2 separate regions of the Mus musculus genome follow, and region 2 is linked to region 1. The links are chromatin contacts, called in public promoter capture Hi-C maps. All regions are on one chromosome and are shown on one strand. The core of a region is the stretch at or near the end of the contact, and the rest is flanking DNA. Distances in the headings are between cores, read along the strand shown. Region 1 overlaps Cdk5rap2 (CDK5 regulatory subunit associated protein 2). Region 2 holds the start of Megf9 (multiple EGF-like-domains 9).

What was found. Promoter capture Hi-C pulls out the DNA fragments that hold promoters and counts their contacts.
Region 2: a promoter capture Hi-C map of the C10 cell line shows a contact between it and region 1. The contact joins the promoter of Megf9 here to the enhancer-like site in region 1. A contact is called at or near these places in 8 of 39 promoter capture datasets (3T3-L1-derived adipocytes, the C10 cell line, the SN4741 cell line and 5 more), 17 of 484 Hi-C or Micro-C datasets (B cells, CD4 T cells, CD8 T cells and 13 more), 4 of 115 datasets of contacts at active chromatin or transcription factors (astrocytes, bone marrow-derived macrophages, regulatory T cells and 1 more) and 3 of 9 other capture datasets (adipose tissue, liver and pancreatic islet).

The regions. Positions count from the first base shown.
Region 1 is chr4:70,393,256-70,399,956 of GRCm38.p6, forward strand. All of the region lies in intron 3 of Cdk5rap2 (CDK5 regulatory subunit associated protein 2), which reads right to left. Among named protein-coding and RNA genes, the nearest start is that of Cdk5rap2, 14 kb to the right of the region's middle. Within about 2 kb of position 1,731, at least 2 of the 459 cell types and tissues checked have an H3K27ac peak or open chromatin away from gene starts, as enhancers often do.
Region 2 is chr4:70,533,148-70,539,040 of GRCm38.p6, forward strand. Megf9 (multiple EGF-like-domains 9) reads right to left here and starts at 1,781. Exons shown (of 6, transcript NM_172694.2): 1 at 1,081-1,781. The coding sequence starts at 1,675.

The sequences.
Region 1 (6,701 bases), core at 481-2,980:
AGGAATGGATACAGAAAATGTGGTACATTTACACAAATGGAGTACTACTCAGCTATTAAAAACAATGATTTCATGAAATTCGCAGGCAAATGGATGGAACTTGAGAATATCATCCTGAGTGAGGTGACTCAGTCACACAGGAACAAACACAGTAGATATTAGCCCAAAAGTTTGGAATACCCAAGATTCAATTCACAGACCATATGAAGCCTAAGAAGAAGGAAGACCAAAGTGTGGATGCTTCAGTGCTTTTTAGAAGAGTGAACGAAATACTTACAGGAGGAAGTATGGGAAAAAAAGTGTGGAGCAGAGACTGAAGGAAAGGCCATCCAGAGACTGGCCCACTAGGGATCCACCCTATATACAGACACCAAACCCGGACGCTATTGTGGATGCCAGGAAGTGCTTGTTGGACATCAGTGGGAGGAGTGGCCCTTGGGGCTGAGGGTCTTCAGTGTAGGGGAATGCCAGGGTGGGAGGACAGGAGTGGGTGGGTGGATGAGCACCCTCACAGAGGCAGGGGGAGGGAGGATGGGAAAGGGGGTTTCTGAAGGGGAGACCTGGAAAGGGGAAAACATTTGAAGTGTAAATAAAGAAAATATCCAATCAAAAGAAAAAAAAATATATATATATGTCTCCCTACAGGGTTGCAAACCCCTTCAGCTCCTTCAGACCTTTCCCTAACTCCTCCATTGTGGTCCCCATGCTCAGTCCAATGGTTGGCTTCAAGCATCTGCACCTCTATTTGGCAGGCTCTGGTAGAGCCTGTTTGGAGACAGCCATATCAGGCTCCTGTCAGCAAGCACTGCTTGGCATCCACCATAGTGTCTAGGTTTGGTGTGTGTGTATAGGACGGATCCCCAGGTGGGGCAGTCTCTGTATGGCCTTTCCTTCAGTCTCTGCCCCACACTTTGTCCCTATATTTCCTTTAGACAGGAGCAATTCTGAGATAAAAATTTGGAGATGAGTGGGTGGCCCCATCCCCCATCTGGGGCTTTGCTTAACCTGTAGCTATGGTCTCTACAGGTTCTCCCTCCCCTCTGTTGGGCTTTCCCTCAGAGCTCCCAGGGACTAAACCACCAACCAGAGTATACATGGAGGGACCCATGGCTCCAGCTGCATATGTAGCAGAGGATGGCCTTATCTAGCACCAATGGGAGGAGAGGCCCTTGGTCCTGTATGGCTCGATGCCCCAGAGTAGGGGAATGCCAGGGCAGTGAGGTGGGAGTGGGAGGGTAGATGGAATAGAAGGGAAGCCGGGTGAGTGGTATAGGGGATTTTCAGAGGGGAGACTGGGAGAGGGGAATAACATTTTAAATGTAAATAAATAAAAAGTCCAATAAAAAATAAAGAATAAAAAGTTAATTAATTAATTTTTAAAAAGTGACTGAACTATGACTGGGGAGATAACTCAGTCAGCAAAATGCTTGCTTGTCATACAAATGGAAAGATCCAGTCTGAGGCCAGCATCCATTTTCAATAGTCAGGGGTGCCAGTGTAAGCCAATAATCCTAGCACTAAGAAGGTAAAGGCTGCATAGTTCCTGGCACTTGCTAGCTGAATCGGTAAGCTGCAAGTTAAGTGAGAGACTTCTCTTTCAAAGCAGAAGGTGGAGACTGCAAATGACATTGTATGTTGACCTTCCACCTCTCCACGCACACAAGCACACTCATGCACACACACAAAAACTACATTAAGTCTCACTGACATGAGTAAGAGTCAATTGCTCTCAGCTTTACTCTACAAGTGTTTGTTCATTCATTGTGCTGTGGTAAAAAGTGTACAGGCTTCACAACCTGAGAGGTAAGGTCTAAATTCAAACCAGGCTCACAGGCAAGTCATTTCATCTTTGCAACCTCCATGTCCTCATTTAGGAAACAGCCTCAAAACAAGCCTGCTCCAAAGAGTCAAGGAGACGACAAATGTAAAATATAATTTCCCTTGTTCCCAATTTTTCACAATTACACACAATGTGGCAACAAATACCTTCATGAACAGTGATTTTTTTCCTTTCCCTGCCAGTGGGTTGGTTGTTTAGGATAAATTTCCCCAAAATGGATTATTGGGCTCAAGAGCAATTTTATTTTTATTACTATCAAAATCTCTTTCCAAATGGCCTTCAAAAAGATTGTAAAAATTTACACTGCCCAGCCAACCATCTGGCCAGGTTTTTGGAGGGCATGGCCAGGACATGCAGAAGTATGGGTACTCAGAAGGCTCAATCCGGGCTATGTCACTCCACAAAGTCCTGTGCCCAACAATTAGCACTCAAAAGCCAAACTTGACTCTCAGATACTGCAAAGCCCCATGTCATCCAGGTAACTCCACAGAGAGTGGCTGTGACCGTTATCCTCCCACTGTGGGTTTACCACTACTACCTGTCTGCACCGCCCCCCCAACTCTTGTTCCTCTGCCTCACCCCAGACTCTCCCCTGGGCTCCCTCCCACTCTTAACCTCCTGTGACTCCGGTTGTGCATGCCCCATCCTATTGTCATCTATCTCTCTCACTGCCTTGTCTGCATTCATTTATTAACAACTACCATAGAGCAACCTCTTTCTTGAAGGCCCAATATGCCACATGTTGTCCTCACCACAAGCTTACGAGATAATTATGGTTTCCATTTTACAGAGGAAGCAATCAAAACCTATCGGTTCAGTATGTCATGCAGTAACTCATTCAATTAACATGTACTTGTTACAAGTCCACTATTTCATTAGGTTCAGTGCTGAGTACCAACAGTGACACGGGTTAAGCAAGTATACAAATACATACTGAATGACAAGCAGTTGTAAGAGCCTGACTGAAAAGATAGGGTGCTGAGTGATTGCTAGACAACTACTAATAATGCATTAGGGATAGACAGCTTTTCTAACCAGGTCAAATTAAAAATAAGACATGAAGGTCCAGACAGCCAAGGAAAGGGAGACACAGTGTCCCTGGCCGAACTGGGGTATCCAGGAAGGTCCTCATCCAGGAAGAAGCTGGGTGTGGTGGAGAAGGGCAGTCTATGTATGAAGCACTTCGTGTCTCAGAGACAGAAACACGGTGAGCACCAAGTGACAGGGAGCGACCGACTGACCACACTGGATATGACATTGTGAACGACAGGAAGAACTTAGAAAATGTATCCCAAGGTCAAGGAAACAGAAAAAGATCAGCAGAAAGCCCAGACTGACTGAGAGGCAGAACTAGGGGCAGTGGCTAGAGACCTTCAGCACAGGGCAGGCTTTAGCCTTGCTGTGTATTCTTCACAGACCAGACTTCAAGGCGTGTTCTCTCTATACCAAGTCTCAAAAGCTGCTAAGGAACTCTGAAAGACTCTACTAGCTTCACTCTCACAGGAGGAGCTAGACATCACCCATACACGGCCACTAATTAGTAAGTTGCCAAGTCATACGTAAAACCCAGTTTTCATCACCTTCAAGTCCATGCTGATCACATAGCAATTCTTAAAGCTACAGGGCTGTAGGCATGAGGTAGAGGAAAAGGGGGCTGCTCTCAAGTGGCAAATGACCCACACCACAGGTGTTACTGAGCAAATTCCCCGATATGAGCCTGCTTGCCAATCACATTAGACACTCAAATCTGACCGCCTGCCTTCATTTTCTTAAAGAGACGGATGTCCGTGTCTAGCCCAGGTGCCAGCAGATAAACACAGGCCTTCACAAAATGCCTCCTTCACCGAACCCCATTTGGTCCAGAGCACCTAGGAAGAACCCACTGAAGATTCCCCAGCCCCTGGGAGACAGCCTGGCTTGGCCATGTGAAACCATTTATTGAACAGATGAACTCTGGGTAAAACCACAAGGTGATTAATGTCTTACTAAACTTAAACTTGTTAAATGCAACTGCTGGTGTCCACACAGTAGTCACCCGAGACTAAAACAGGAAAAGCAGGAGTTTCCCCTTTAACTCAAACGAATTCTGCCTCCCTTTAATATTCATGTCCCTTTAAAACCCACTTTAGATGCCAAGTTCTTTTCCTATAAGCATCTCCCAGGAAGCTCAGAAGGCCTGAGCCAAAAATTGTAGCTCAGGCCAAATGAAAAATTTCAGTGACTTATAAAGACCTGAAAGGGAGACAGTGAGAACAGTGTGGTCATTTCAATTTCAGCTGCAGAATTTGCTCTCAAAAATGCTACAATAAAAAATATTAATGCCATAAAAACCTAACAGCAGCCAAAGGACCACAGTCATAAAGAAAAAACATAAATCCAAAACATATTGGCATAGAAAGCTCTCCCTCACCTTCAAGAAAAATGAGATTTCGGCTATCAAGAACAGTCTGAGCAAGGGAAACTTCAATCACACAGCAGAGCTGAGAAACAGGACAATAGGAGAGTAAGGGGAAGAAGGGACAAGTGACACATGGGTGTACTTGACACTAGGACAGAGGCTTCATCCTCCTAACAGCCCATCAGAAAGGAGGGGACAGGGGGCTGGAGAAATGGCTTAGTGGTTAAGAGCACTGACTGCCCTTCCAAAGGTCCTGAGTTCAAATCCCAGCAGCCACATGATGGCTCACAACCATCCTTAACGAGATCTGACTCTCTCTTCTCGAGTGTCTGAAGACAGCTACAGTGTACTTAAATATAATAAATAAATAAATAAATCTAAAAAAGGAAGGAAGGAAGGAAGAAAGGAAGGAAGGAAGGAAGGAGAGACACACAGGGAGGTTAAGCAGCTAGCCAAAAGTCACCAGCAAAAGGGGATCAACATACAGCCTATCCAGAGAAATTGTGGTCACTAGAAAGGTCCTCTGAGATTACCTATGCCTCATCACTGTGCCCAAGCCTTAGCATCTCTTATAAATCTTGGACAGAGTAGGATTCAGAAATCCTTAGAGTTGAAAAGGCAAATGTGAATCAAAACTATACAACCTGTAGAAGAAGGGCCTCTTACAGTTTGTAATTTGCTGCTAATTCTGCTCTCTCCGGGGAGGGGCTGCAGACAAGGAGTGAATCACATACTCAGGTGACTCTTGTGAATCAATCCCCTAATGAGTAAAGGAGCCAATCACTGGGCAAGTAGGCGGGACTTCTGGGTTGAAAAGAGGAAGAGAATGTTAGGGGCCTTTTGGAGTGGAATAGCAGAAGGGCAAGATGTAGCTGCTAGAGTTTCCCCTTATCATGGGGGATCCGTCAGGATTCGCCACCAGAGAAATCAGATTTAATAAGGCTTACAAGATTAGGTTTTAGTTGTTGCACCTAGAGATTGAGTTACCATTGTTTCTGAGCTAAGTTTGTGTGGTATTTTTCTTCTCACTAAGATTCGATTGGATTCCAGAGAGAAAGGTACTTCGGAAAAGCGTGGGTTTGCCTGATGTGCACCACAAAGGCCGTGGGGGGCTTTGAAACATGGGGCTGGCATGGTAACGACCCGCCAGTGGGAACCTAGCCACCTGGGTGGAGGGACAGTGGAGTTCTGAGTCAGAGTCTCCATGAGACAAAAACAGGTCGGCCATTGCCCGGCAGTGCATGGGCTGCTGGGGCAGAGAGTTGCTGGACTCAAGCGCGGGAACGTGCCAGATCTTTTTTATATTTCCCACAACAATGCTGTAAAATTTCCTAGTCTGGTAATGCAATTTAAAACTGTGTTCTTTGACAACGCATAATAACTCTTGATCTTACAAAGCTGCTTTAATATTAAGGAAACATCTACATCTATGAAGTTTCAAACTTAAAGTGTCCAGCTCAGAGCCTAATAAACAGCGGCTATTATTACTCGTATGATCAAACAGGAACAAGCATTTAACAGGAGAGCATATTTTAATTATACATGATGTGGAACAATCAAATCTCATTCAGTTCAGGCCCCAGACCCCACAGCATAACAGCGCATGTACAGCTGAAATTATAACAACTCAAAGCTCAAAAATTACTTGTTTCCATTAAAGATCTGACAAGTCATTTCTTCAATTGGTCACTGGTGGTTTGCAGATAACTATTAGCAGTAATGAGTATTCTAAATTAAATCCAGAGACAGCAGCACTCTGTTCTGCAAAGACAACTGGGGAGAGAGAGGCATAATTGTAGGCGTCCTTCCCTCTGTGTCCTCCATCTTCTCTCTGATAAATATCTCCTGTGCCTTCCACAGTGTGGATTTCATTTGGTTACAGATGAAGAAGGGTCTAATTCTTCTCATGATAAATGAGAGTGCTGAGCAGGTAACTTGTTAAAGAGAATTGGAATTGGGAAAATAACCTTACTCTCCTGTTACTTGACAACAAGGCCGCTCTGCTAACAAATGAAAGGCACAATGCTTGCACTTCAAAGTCAGATCTGTCACCAGAAGTCCATTCTCTGACAATTACAACACAACACTGGGTACAGGCTACCCACACTCGACTCACCAGCCACAAATTTGGCAAAATGAAAGGGGAGGGGCAACACAACAGAGCTACAATGCTTGAGTGAACTCGGGGGAGGGGGGGCAACTTTACTATGTGGCCATGATGCTATTGCATCAGGACCTAAATTCAAACCCTAGCACCCGCTTAAAGAGACTGAGTAGGACTGAAGAGAACTCTTTAGAAATCGGGATGAGGATGCTGAAGTGTAGCTCTCCATACCTGCTCTATGGAGACATCCATCCATCTGTTGGGAGTGCAGTGGAGAGGGACTCAGTTTTCTTTGAGGGGCAGGCCACTAAGGGTTTGCTCATGCTCCAGTGACTATATGGGCAACACAAACTGAACCT
Region 2 (5,893 bases), core at 531-3,030, 140 kb after region 1:
TAGTTAGTACATTCCTTGAAGCTAAAAGAGATCCAAATGTGGCTTTTGGGGGTGAATAATCTGCATTCCTACTTGTGCCTTTGCCAAGCTCCAACATACGATTCAAGGCTTAACCATCTGGGAAAATCTTCTACCAACTCAATTATAGTCCAAACTTCATACCTGACTCCACAGTAAACCACTGAGCCTAAGAATTAGGTCAACAATCAGATCAAGCTAGACAAGTAAGTGCTCTGGGCAAATCTCCACCCCAATGCAAAGCAAAAGATCTCAGAAAACTTGCTGAATTTCTTAAAGACGTAGGCCTTATTGGTTGAGTTCCTGGCCTATTTAAGATGCAAAAGGGTGAAAGAACAGCAGTTGTATCTTAACTTTGCTTGAACACTTTCACCAGCAGAAGAGCTGCATTTCCTATTGTGAGTTCAAACAGAAATTGGCATGTCAGCATCAGCAGTAATGAACATCCTACTTTAAAAAGGGGCAAAGATGGGCATCCCTGCTCAAATGGCATTTGCTCAATTACTGACCTTGGAACTGAGACAGAATGAAGTGGTGCAAGGAAGGGATTTAACCTAATTTATAAACTTGCTCAACCTAGATACACACCTGTCCCAAATGACCTATAAAATCTACTTATTTGCAGAGAAAACACGGACTACAATGCCGTTTCTGTTTGTAAGCAAACTACATTGTTCATCTGGGGGAATCCCGTAAAGGTTTTTACCTGCGCATTGATAAAGCACCATCCTAGCTTTCAAACTTTCCCCCAAATATCCCAGGTAGGGTGGCCTTCTGGGCGGATCCAATACAAAAGTTTGTGTCCATTCTGGGACTCTGACAAAGGCCAGAAAACCCTGTTTTAGGAAGAGACCCTAAGCCTTCCATATAGCAGCAGCTCCCTCTGGATGGAGCATGGCACCAGGTTGGGGGACAAAAGACTTTCTAGATTTGGAGGGATTGGGGGTTTACTTTAACTGGAGCTCGGATCTTCCCTTGGGAAGCTCTTGGGCAAGAAGCGGCCAGGGTGACGAGGCCGGTGTGTAAATAGGCAGTGCCTGGGGGAAGGTCCAGAGGACTCACCTGGGGGAGGAGAAGTAGGGGCTTCGGTGACAGGTGCGGTGGGCGGGACTCCGCTACTGTTGCTGCTTCTGTCCGGGGACTCGGCAGTTGGGGTCCCTGGAGTGCTGGAAGCCTGAGCGGTGGTGACTACAGAGGTGGTCGGCGGCTGGCCAACTGTGCTCGCAAGGGTGGTGGGCGCGGGTCTGGAGGGTGGTGATTCCGTGGTGGGAGTGTGTCCGTCCTCCGAAGGGGTGGCGGGCGAGAGGTCCAGAGCCGGGAAGGGGGTGGCAGCGGGTTGTGCGCTGGTGCGAAGAGGAGGAATGATCTCCGGGGAGCCGGCTGACGGGGTTGTAGCCCCGGTTTTGCGGACTGTGGTGCGCGGGGGACCGGTCCGCGGGGCCTGCGCGGTGGGAGCCGCGGTCTTAGGGAAGGGGCTGCTGGCTTGGTCCCGAAGCCCCGGGCTGGGCGACGGGACCACCTGCCCCTCGGCCCCGCCGCCACCGGTGACATTCCCTGCCGAGGCTGTGGAAGCGGCTGCGGCGGCCGCGCAGCACAACAGGGCGAGGCCGCCCAGGCTCGGCAGGCTCCTCATGGCGCGCTCGGCTCCGCCATTCATTCATTCATCCAGTCGATCGGTCAGTCATCTTCTCCTCCCTGCCGTCCGACCAAGGAAAGCGTTGCCGCCGCTGCCGCCACCAAGAGCACCATCGCCACCTCCCTCTGACAGGCGGCCGGCCCCGCGGGCGGGCCTCAACGCGGAGGGAGCGACTGGGCGGAGCGCGCACTGCCCGCCCTCCTCGATAGGCAGCGAAGCCTGGCCAATCGGAAGCCGCGTTGGCCCACGTGATCCGCCCGCTCCCCGGCCTCTTTGTAACGGCGCAGACCAATCAGAGGACTCCAAGGGAAGAGGGCGGGACGTCGGGAGGCGCGAGAGGTGTTGGAGCCGGCTGGGTTCGCTGCGGCTCCGGCTTTGTCTACCCACAGAGCGGGGCGCGGGCCTTGGGCATCCAACGCCGCCGAGCAGACAAAGGACGCGGCCCGCGCGGCAGATTCCAGGCCAAATCATCTGTTCCACTGGGCTGCGAGCTGGACCCGGGGCGGGGAGTCCCCTGTGGACAGCGTCTCCACCCTTCTGAACAATGGGGGCGCCGGAACCGCACCCGGACTCGGGCGGGGGCTGGGTTACATCCCCGCGACGGGCGAGGGTGGTGGCAGCTAATATATTAGATGGAGCTCGGCTCTCACTCTGTTGCTCAAGACAGCCGGCCTTGGCCCTGCGGTATCAACACTGTCAACCCCATTTCAGAGATGGGGAAATTAAAGCTCTTGCTGATGGCTTCAGCAAGCCAACTTCTGTGCCCCCACTAAGCACCTGCTGATGGCATGGGCCTGCACTAAGCCAGATGGGACGGCCTGGAGCCCCATCCTGAGCACAAGAGGGTGTGGAGGAGACAAACTGGCATGCACAGTTTATGCTCAGAACCTCGGAAAGAATAGAATATGACCAGGTTGAATTTCAGCTCCTTGTCTCTCTTGCTGAGTGGTTTTGTGGCTCAAGCAGTTTTCTTAACCACGTAAATGGTGAGATGAGAGGGCACACCCCATCCCCCTCACAGAGTTGTGAAAATGAAATCATGTACTTGAAGGGTTTAACCCAATGCTTGGCCCACGGTTGTAAACCGTCATTAATGCTAACCACTTGGGGTTGCACTATGTCAGGACAAGCCTAAGGTTGGAAAGCAGCCCGCATTGCCTCTGAGTCCCCAGAGATTCCTGCCTGTTGCCTGCATTGGGGTTGGGCTGATAACAGAGCTTGACCCTGGATGACATTAAACTCTGGAGGAAGTTGGAAATCAGGCAGGCAAACTTGCACCATCACCCAGGATCCAGCGCTGCGGGACATGGTAGCCTCAGCTGAGCAACTTTTAGGTGCAATCTGGCAGGACAAGTTTGTCATCTGATGGCTTAATTCCATCCCAACAGCCTCACTGTAAACCCAGTCGTGGCCTCTCCTAGGATGCTTGCCTTTGTGCATGATTTCCCATTAGTCATTCTCCTCTAACCAGACAGGCAGGATGAGATTTGTGTGTGAACTCCTGTGTGTTAACAAAAGCATGCATTTATTTGCCTGAGTGAGTAGTGGGTGGGGAGAGGATATGTTGGAGCTTGTGTATGAAAGCATAAACACATTTGTAAGTCTCTCTGTGAAGATTGTATGTGTGAGTCTGCAAATATAAGAACTTGTATTTTCATGTGATATGTTTAAGATATTAATGCATGCACACTGGTGTGTGTTTTGTGTGAATTTTCTGTTTTTCAATGTGAGGTTGTTTCTGGGTGTGTCTTTAGAGGCCTACCTATGTAAGAAATAAGGGACTAAATGAGAGGGCCATGTAACTGTTCTAAAGACAAATATTTAGCAAGAATTGACCATAGTTCTATTTTTACTTGCCTTTAGGAAGGGAGTGGACATGGTGTGTCCCTCCCCTGTATTCTTTTGGTTCCTCAGCCCCAACCAAAATGCCACATCCTCTAGGACTTGGATTTCTGAGTGGGAGTTAATCCCTCCCTAGTTCCCTACCGGCCTTTGTTTATAACCCTGATCTATCAACCCCTGCCTCTTCCTAAAAGGATTAATGATGGCTTTTAGACATAAGTACTACAAATAAAATGAACCACCCACATGACTTAATTACTTCTCCTGGGCACTCAGCAACCTCAGGACTAGAACTTGTGATTAATACCCCTGCCTGTCTATTTCACCCAGCTCTATGTTCCAGTGCCTAGCAGTGAGCAGTAAAACATGCTGATTAATCTGAAAGAGATCCTGTTGTGCTCACAGGGAAGGAAAGCTTGGGTCCTTTAGAGCCACAGACTTGGATCAAGTTTCCTCTCTGAACCTCAGTTTCCTTGTCTTTAAAATGAGGCCATTAATTCTTTAAACAGATCAAACAGAACTGTTTTTTTTTTTTTTTTAAACAGAGCCTTTTGACACACCAATTATACTCTATTGTCACTTAACGTTTCAATTGCTATTGCTAACCCTGAGTTTTGTTAGCTGAAAGACTACAGCAGAAACCTCTGTCCCAAAAACTCCAGATCAGGTGACAAGGCTTGACATTTGCTCTACTGGATATTTCCAAATGGTATCTAAAAACTGCTGGCTTGGCCCTGAGCTGTGCTGTATCAGAGATTCTTCACTGCTAGAGGGGGAAAGCTGATTTGGCTTTTTTTTTTTTTTTTTTTTTTTTTTTTCTGTCAGGAGGATCCCAGAATAAAGGCCTAGAAACCTTGCAGAGTGATTCAGGGCTGCTGTGCCTTGGACAAGGACATTTCATACAGGACTTCTCAGTTGGGACAATTAGCCAAAAATATGTCTAGGAAGTGTTGAATTTTTGTAAGATGATATTTTTGAGACAGTCTCCCTTTGTAGCTTAGACTGGCCTCGGTGTGCCTTCCACACGCGTGGATACTGGAAAGAACCATCAATAATCAAGGCCTGTAAGATAACTTAGATATATTATTATTACTTCAACATTGAGTCTTTTTATTACTTTTAATTTTGTTCACTTTGTTTGTGATTGTATGTGTACATACATGAACACAGACATGCTTGGCTCACATGTAGAAGTCAGAGGCATTTGGGGGAAGACTCTCCTCTCTTTCTACTACTTGGGTTTCATATATTAAACTCAAGTTGCCAGGCATAAAGGTAGTACTTACCTTTATCTTGTAAGCCATCTAACGAGCCCAAAGTTTTAAACTCACTGCTTGGCTTTTATCTCTATACCACAAACTACAAGATGGCTTATTTTGTTGTGTTTTCTGAAACAGTGCTTTACTCTACAATCTGGACTGGCCTAGAACTCCCCATAGAGTCCAGTTTAGCCTAGAGCTCATGACAGTGCCCTAACTTAGCTTCCTGAATTACATCATGACCAACATGACTTAGTTTGTAAGTTTATATTTAAAAACAGAAAAATAACCATAAATATCTAATATCATACATAGGAATACATCTGTTCAGTTTAATTATATACCATCACTATCAGGATCTACTATCATGGATATGTAGCAGATATCAATAATATGTAATAGAGATTGCAAGTTCCAGGCACAGTCCTAACAGAGGCCCGTGAATTACTTCATTTAATTTTTAGAACCCCCCACCCCCAAATATATGTCCTAGATTGTTTGGACTACTATAACAAAAACTAGGAGACTTACAAACCATGCCGATATTCCTCACAGTTTTGGTGGCTAAGAAATTCAAGACCAAGATACCAGCTTGTTGAGTGTCTGGGAAGAGACTTCTTCCAAGTGCACAGATTCCATCCTTTCACTGTCTTCTTGTGATTGAAAGGACAAAGCAGCTGTCTGGGGTGTTTTTTACAAGGACACTGATCCCATTCACAAGTGCTTTACCCTGCTGACCTATTGCCTTCTAAAGGCCTCCAGATCCCATATAGGGATAATGTTAGGATTTCATCTCACAAGTTATAGAGAGACACAGCATTCACTTTGCAGCATTTTATTATCTGTATCTTACAGATAAACAAGCTAAGGCAAAGAAAAGTTAAGCAGCTTGCCTAAGGTCCCTTAGCAAGTGAGAGTGGCTGGATTCACACTGGCATCAAACTGTAACTAGAAAATGCTCATGATATCATGTTCGAAAGAGAAGACAAAAGTAATGGCCCTGACATTATGTATCAGAATGACTTCCAGTACTTTTCCTGTTGCTCCAAAGGGAGCTGCCATTTTACCATGGGAGTAATGGTCACAAAGATTCAGAGAAGGCCTGCTTACAGTCTGTTTGATCAAATACTCAAGAAGG